2 separate regions of the Mus musculus genome follow, and region 2 is linked to region 1. The links are chromatin contacts, called in public Hi-C maps. All regions are on one chromosome and are shown on one strand. Each heading gives the region's core, a stretch centred on a gene start, on an enhancer-like site or on the middle of the called end of the contact. The rest is flanking DNA. Distances are from core to core; before and after follow the strand shown. Region 1 holds the start of Trpm3 (transient receptor potential cation channel, subfamily M, member 3). Region 2 has its middle 94 kb from the start of Trpm3.

What was found. Hi-C and Micro-C count contacts between places; a contact is called where the count stands out from the background.
Region 2: a contact with region 1 is called in a Hi-C map of cerebral cortex, with 4 times the contacts expected there. The contact joins the enhancer-like site here to the promoter of Trpm3 in region 1. A contact is called at or near these places in 8 of 484 Hi-C or Micro-C datasets (the G1E-ER4 cell line, the HPC-7 cell line, brain and 4 more), 1 of 115 datasets of contacts at active chromatin or transcription factors (embryonic forebrain) and 2 of 9 other capture datasets (adipose tissue and pancreatic islet).

What each region holds. Positions count from the first base shown.
Region 1 is chr19:22,446,772-22,449,665 of GRCm38.p6, forward strand. Trpm3 (transient receptor potential cation channel, subfamily M, member 3) reads left to right here and starts at 1,437. Exons shown (of 26, transcript NM_001362491.1): 1 at 1,437-1,688. The coding sequence starts at 1,512. Gm27151 (predicted gene 27151) reads right to left here and starts at 1,811. Exons shown (of 3, transcript NR_168265.1): 1 at 1,207-1,811.
Region 2 is chr19:22,352,762-22,355,655 of GRCm38.p6, forward strand. It overlaps a transcript of Trpm3 not described here. Among named protein-coding and RNA genes, the nearest start is that of Trpm3, 94 kb to the right of the region's middle. Within about 2 kb of position 1,455, at least 13 of the 459 cell types and tissues checked have an H3K27ac peak or open chromatin away from gene starts, as enhancers often do. A contact at or near this core is called in brain, cerebral cortex and forebrain, where this site is marked.

The sequences.
Region 1 (2,894 bases), core at 187-2,686:
GATGCAGGATTTTTTTTTTTTTTTTTTAATGTTCAAGTCAGTGGTTCTGCAGTACTCAGCATCTCTGACTCTGGAGCACTTTAGGAAATGGCGCAGTGATGCAGGTGTCAGGTATTGTTACATTCTTTGTTCTTGATCCTAAAAGGCAGGCTTATAGCACATCTGCTCTAACCCCTCTGGATTTTATCCCAGAATACACAGTAGTCTCAGGAGTGGAAAGGGGAGGGGTCTGTTACCCATTTCTTCTAGTTAATTAAAAATGAAAAATCTCTACAGTCACTGGAAAGGAAATAAGGTGGAAATTTTAAGTACCCCAGAAACACTTGAAGGGCAAGGGTGTGGGGAGTCTCCTGGGCAGAGTCTTTTGTCAGTGATACTACTAAACTTTAATGTCTGGGGAGAGTGGGTAGTTCAAATAAGAGGTGTGAAAGGGCCACCCCCAGCCCTAACCCAGCCCTCCTGAGCTTCCCTGCTTTAAGTGAAACTGGCCAAATTCTGCCTTTAAATGGAAAAGTTCCCTCATGTTCCCTTTCACCATGGGAGCTTTAAAAACTGTTGGCTCCAATGGAGCCACACTTTTGTAAAGCCTCCTTCAAAAATTATTGAGAAGAGGGGGACACTCAAGGAAACCATTTTTTGTGGACAGTACCCTGTAGGGCACTTTAAGGGTTAAAGTTTGTTGCAGAGAAGGTCTATCTTGTGGGAATATCCCCCAATATAGAAACAACTATTGTTGAAAGGGTAAGCCACAAACGTCTTCTTTTGCACAGCTTTCTGTGACAGGAGTAACTCCTTGTTCCCTGTGTGTGTATGTGCGAGTTTGACTAAGCCTCTGACCATCTATCATCTACATGGGGCTTGCTTGTATCAATCAGGGTGCAGACTGTCAATCATAGTTAATAAAAGACTTCAGAACACAGCAGGGATCTCCTTTTACTATAGATCCATTCTACGATAGCTCTCAATTTATTATGTCACACAAATCAAAAAGGAAGCATTTATCTTATCATTCAGAGGCATCCCTTCTCCCTCCCGGTGTCCTAGCCCCTCCCCCTGCGCCAGTTTCCAGCCCCTCAAAGATGCTTTGTGCAAAAAAGTATAAGTTCTCCTTCTGGGTTCATTTTTGTTCCTTTTTGCTCTCCTCCTGGCTCCCCCCCAAAACAAGAGAGCAAAGCAAATGGCCCGGGTTCCCCCCCAACGCCTGACCTGTGTTTGCAGAAGGAGAGCAGGAGAGGGAGCGCGCATTCTGGAGCAGGCTCCTCTGACTCCGACCACAGGCTGTTTTGTGCAGGCTGTCCCTCTCCTTCGAAATCAAGCATCCCCCTCCCCGAAGCAGCAGGCAGCGTGCCTCCATTCGGCCACATTTGGTATGCATGAGCACGGCTGCAGGAAGAGGGGAGGTGGCTTTCTTAAGAAGGTTCAGGGGCTCAGGAAACGCCACTTGACTAGACTCCCAAGTTCCAGGAAGCCTCTGCCCTAATGGAATTTGCAGGTGTGGAGATGACCATGGGATGCCAGGGCCGTGGGGGACCGTTTATTTTCTAGGCACTGCCCAGATTTGCAGTTTCTTGTCTTCCCGGTGGAATTTGGAAGGGGTCATGAATCAGACTGATGCTTCTCGACCCCTAAATTGGACCATCCGGAAGCTATGCCACGCAGCCTTTCTCCCATCTGTCAGACTTCTCAAGGTACTGTAACTTGCTGCTTTGAATGGCTCTTACTCTGCTTTTCAGGTTGAAACGCCCAACTTCGCACTTGGGCTGGGACGCCAGTTCTGGGGCGTGAGAATGCATGCAGTTCTGGCTTGTATTACCCATGGCTAGAGAGAGTTCCCAACACCCCTACCCCACCCCCACCCCCACGCAGCCTGGAGGATAGCCTGAGCCACACTAGGGAATTAGATACGGTCTCAGGGATGGGGCTACCTGTGCGCATCCCCACCTTTCTTAACCATTAGTCCGCCAAACAATGGATTCTCTTATTTGGAAGGATGAGAATAATAGTGGGCATGAAATCGCTTCCTCTTCTGCATTTGGCTCCAGAGCTCATTTTCTTTCCCTGGGGAAGCCCTTCGACCCACTTTCCCTTAAATGGAACCTGAGAGAACAAAGGATTCTCCTCCTTATTTTAAAAGCTCCCTGGCTAGGTGGTCAGTCAGGTAGAGACAAAGGAAGAATGGACCTTATCCCATAGTGACTTTTTAAAGGCACGGTCATTTCTATCTCTTGGTCACTGGACTGGAGTCAGTGTGGAAAAGTATTGTTTCGCATCCGTGGAAGGAAGCCGTATCTAGCTCTGAGTTACACAAAAGATTCCTACTACACCTGAGCTGCAGTTGCTAGTTGTGTCCACAGTGCTCCTGTTTCTGGAAGCAAATGTATTAAAGATGCTGAAAAAGTCCTCACAACTCCTTGGGAATCTACCTTCATCCTCTGCCTGACAGGGAAGGACACAAAGTGTGAAGGCGTGGAGGAGAAATATTGCTTAGAAAAGAAAAACGTGCTAACCTTTGGGGGTGGGGGTGGGAGAGCATAACGGAATGTTCCACATTAAAGTTTGCCAGGCAAGACAAGTCCTTAATTCTCCTTTTCCTATTATATATGATCTTCTGATTTAATTACTAGTGACCATAGAGGGAACTGGCTGCAACAGAGGAATGATGGATTAGCCCTGAATAAATCACTCCTTTTTTTTTGGGGGGGGGGGGGGAGGTGGTATTCTGGTTAGGTTTGATGTGGACAGATCAGATAATTCTAAATAGCTAAGTGGTGTCTCGTTACCAAATATGACCCATTGTCTGAGTTTCCCTGACCCTGTTAAACACAAACTGGTATTAACTTTCACAAAGTGTGCCCCCAAGTGCCCTTCAAACCTCATCTTATGGTTGTCATGGC
Region 2 (2,894 bases), core at 205-2,704, 94 kb before region 1:
GTAGACTCCACAGTTGTTCCTATTTCTCTGTTCCATCTATCGGCTGTGTGAGCTCATATCACATATAGATACACTGTGACATTATGGTATGTGCTGCAAAAAACAAGTAATGGGTCTCATAATATAATTTAGGACTCAAGCACTAGCTTAGACTGTACCATGACAAACCACAGGGACGGTACAAAGAAGAAGTGGGCAGAGGGGGGAGGTCCTGATAGAATGATGGACAGGAAGGTCTTTGATGCGAGGTGATTTTTAAGAGAGTCAGAGTCATCTTGCAGTAGTACCTCAAACTATCTACAAAGAAAAGGGCCAGGGCCAGGGTCTTGCATGATGACCAGACTGTGACATTAAGGACAAAGATGTAGGCTGGAGTGGAGTGGGGATCAGGCAGCGTGGAATTACATTGGGCTTCACACAAGGGGCAAGATCACATACAGAAAAACATAGTTTGTGCTGAAACCTTATGCTTGCTATCATCTATCTATCTATCTATCTATCTATCTATCTATCTATCTATCTATCTATCTATCTATAGCTATATATAGATAGCTTTGAGGCAGTTGCTTATTTACTATTAGGGTTTGTTTGTTTTATTTTAGTTAGTTTGATTTTTTTGGGTGGGGGCAAGGTCTCATGTAGCTCAGGCTGGCTTCAAAATCCTTTTGTAGCCAAGGCTAGCCTTGGACCAGTCTTTCTGCCTCCACTTCCCAAGTGCCAGGATTACAACTATGCACTATTATGGCCAATTAGATGAGTATTTATGGAAAAATGTGGGGTATCTAAATAGGAGCCTGAATATTTGGTTTTACAGATCTCAGGATGGAAGACGCGTACTGTGAGGGAAAGTAGACTGCTATGCCTTGAAGTGTGCGTCCTTAAAACTCACACATTGAACACATTGCTTTTAGCATCCTGGAATGTGTCTATATAGGAGATGAAGTCTTACAAGAACAAAGCTAAAATGACATTAAGAGAAGCCCTAGTGTGTCAGGTTTTCTCATCGGGAGGAGGTTAAGACTCGGACAGGAATACAAGAACGACCTGGTGAAGGCAGGAAGAAAAGAAACACAGCAAGCAAAAGAGAGGCTGCAGAAGAAACTAACATTGCCAGCGCTTCATCTTGAATTTGTAGAGTTCAGAACCATGAAATCCTCGTGGGGTGGGGGTAAGGTCCGGGTCCTGTTGTCTAAGCGCTAAGCCTCCCCTGCCCCATTTTAGTGCTTTGTTCTAGCAGTCAGGGAAGAATATATGTGGGTATTTAGAATCTTCCAGTGTAGTATGCAGCACTAGCCTGACAGCTTTAGCAGTGGTTTGTGCATCTTGTTGCACCCCCACCCCACCACCCGCCGCTCTTATATGGCTCCCTCACACGCTGAATTGTATTCCTCTCTGTAACTGATTGGAAATGAGGTGACTGCCAAGGCTGAGTCACGTAAAACACTGTGGCATTGCCTTGTTTTGTCATGGCTCACTGCCTCTGAAGAAAGCCAGCTGCCCCACTGTAAGGACATTGTAGCCTCATATAGAGGTTCGAATGTTATAAAGAACGCAGACCGTGTCAGGTGGGCACGCTCATGAGCAACCTCTAAGTGCCCCAGCTCCGCAGGACCCTGGATCCATCCTCAGTACACACCTTGAGTGACACCCCGCCCAGTCATGCTGCCTAGTCTTCCTGACCTGTAGTAGGGATTGTGCGATAATAAGTATATATTGTAGCCGTAAACCACTCAGTCTGAGCTGGGGGCAGTTGGTGCCGTAGCAACCGATTAGTAATATAAAAAATTAAAGAGAAAAGGACAGCGGCAATGCAGCTACCTTCTTTCTGGTGAATCTAAAAGTGGGTCAGCGGGATTTCATTCAGCCCGAATTAAAGAAAAAGACGTTCGCTCCGCTGCAGAGAAATCTGCAGCCTGGGGTGATATTTTTAAAGGCCCAGCTAAATTTTTGTCTTTTAGAGTTTTTGAAACTTTGGCATTTTTCCCAAACTCTGTAAGAATTTCTGATGGTAACAACAACACCTACGATTCATTTAACAAAGATTTAAAGCACATTTTTTTCACATCGACTTCTGTGTTCAATTTAATTTGGAAGACTGCAGTTCTCTAGAGTTCCCTGGAATTTGTATAACTTTCTAAATTGATCAAAGCTCTTCCCTGTGGAAGGATGGATGCAAGTTTTTTTTTTTTTGATGTAGATGACACCTTTGAAAATTAAAACCTGAGTCCTTCCCACCCTAGTATGCCTTTTAATTTTGCATCAACTACCTATACCAAGAACTGAGTGGCTGACAGTATCTACATATATTTAAAACCACTGTTTCCTAGAAAATGAATATTTGATATTGAAACTTTAATTGTCAAATTGTATCCAGAGAGAAAAAGTGTGCTTTGGGCTATAAGTGAAGTTCATTTACAAAATGAACAGTGAAATTCAGTCTTTGGCAAAACATGGCCATTCTCCTGAATCTTAGTGGAAGGTCAGGAGGGACGGGGAAAGCTAGCCAACTGTCAGCAAGTTGCAGTCAGGGTAACAGACCCTGGTCTTCTGCTGCACAGAGGGTGACTGTAGGTGGAAATGGATAGATTAGACATTTCAAAAATCTGAAGAGGTTTTGTAGGTTTTACCATAAAAATCACAAATATTTAAAGCAATATTTAAAGTTTAACCTGATTTAGATATTGTGACATGTGTTCACACATCAAAATAATACACAATAATACCCCACCCATATATAGACCTTCATGGTTTATATGTCAGTTGAAACTAAAGTTTCTAAAGGGTATAAGATTTATTCTACTTCCTCTTATCTTACCCTATGCTATTTAGAACAGAACAATTCACACTACTGACTAGTGAAGCAGGAGTGTAAAAGGAGTGGCCTGGCTAGTCCT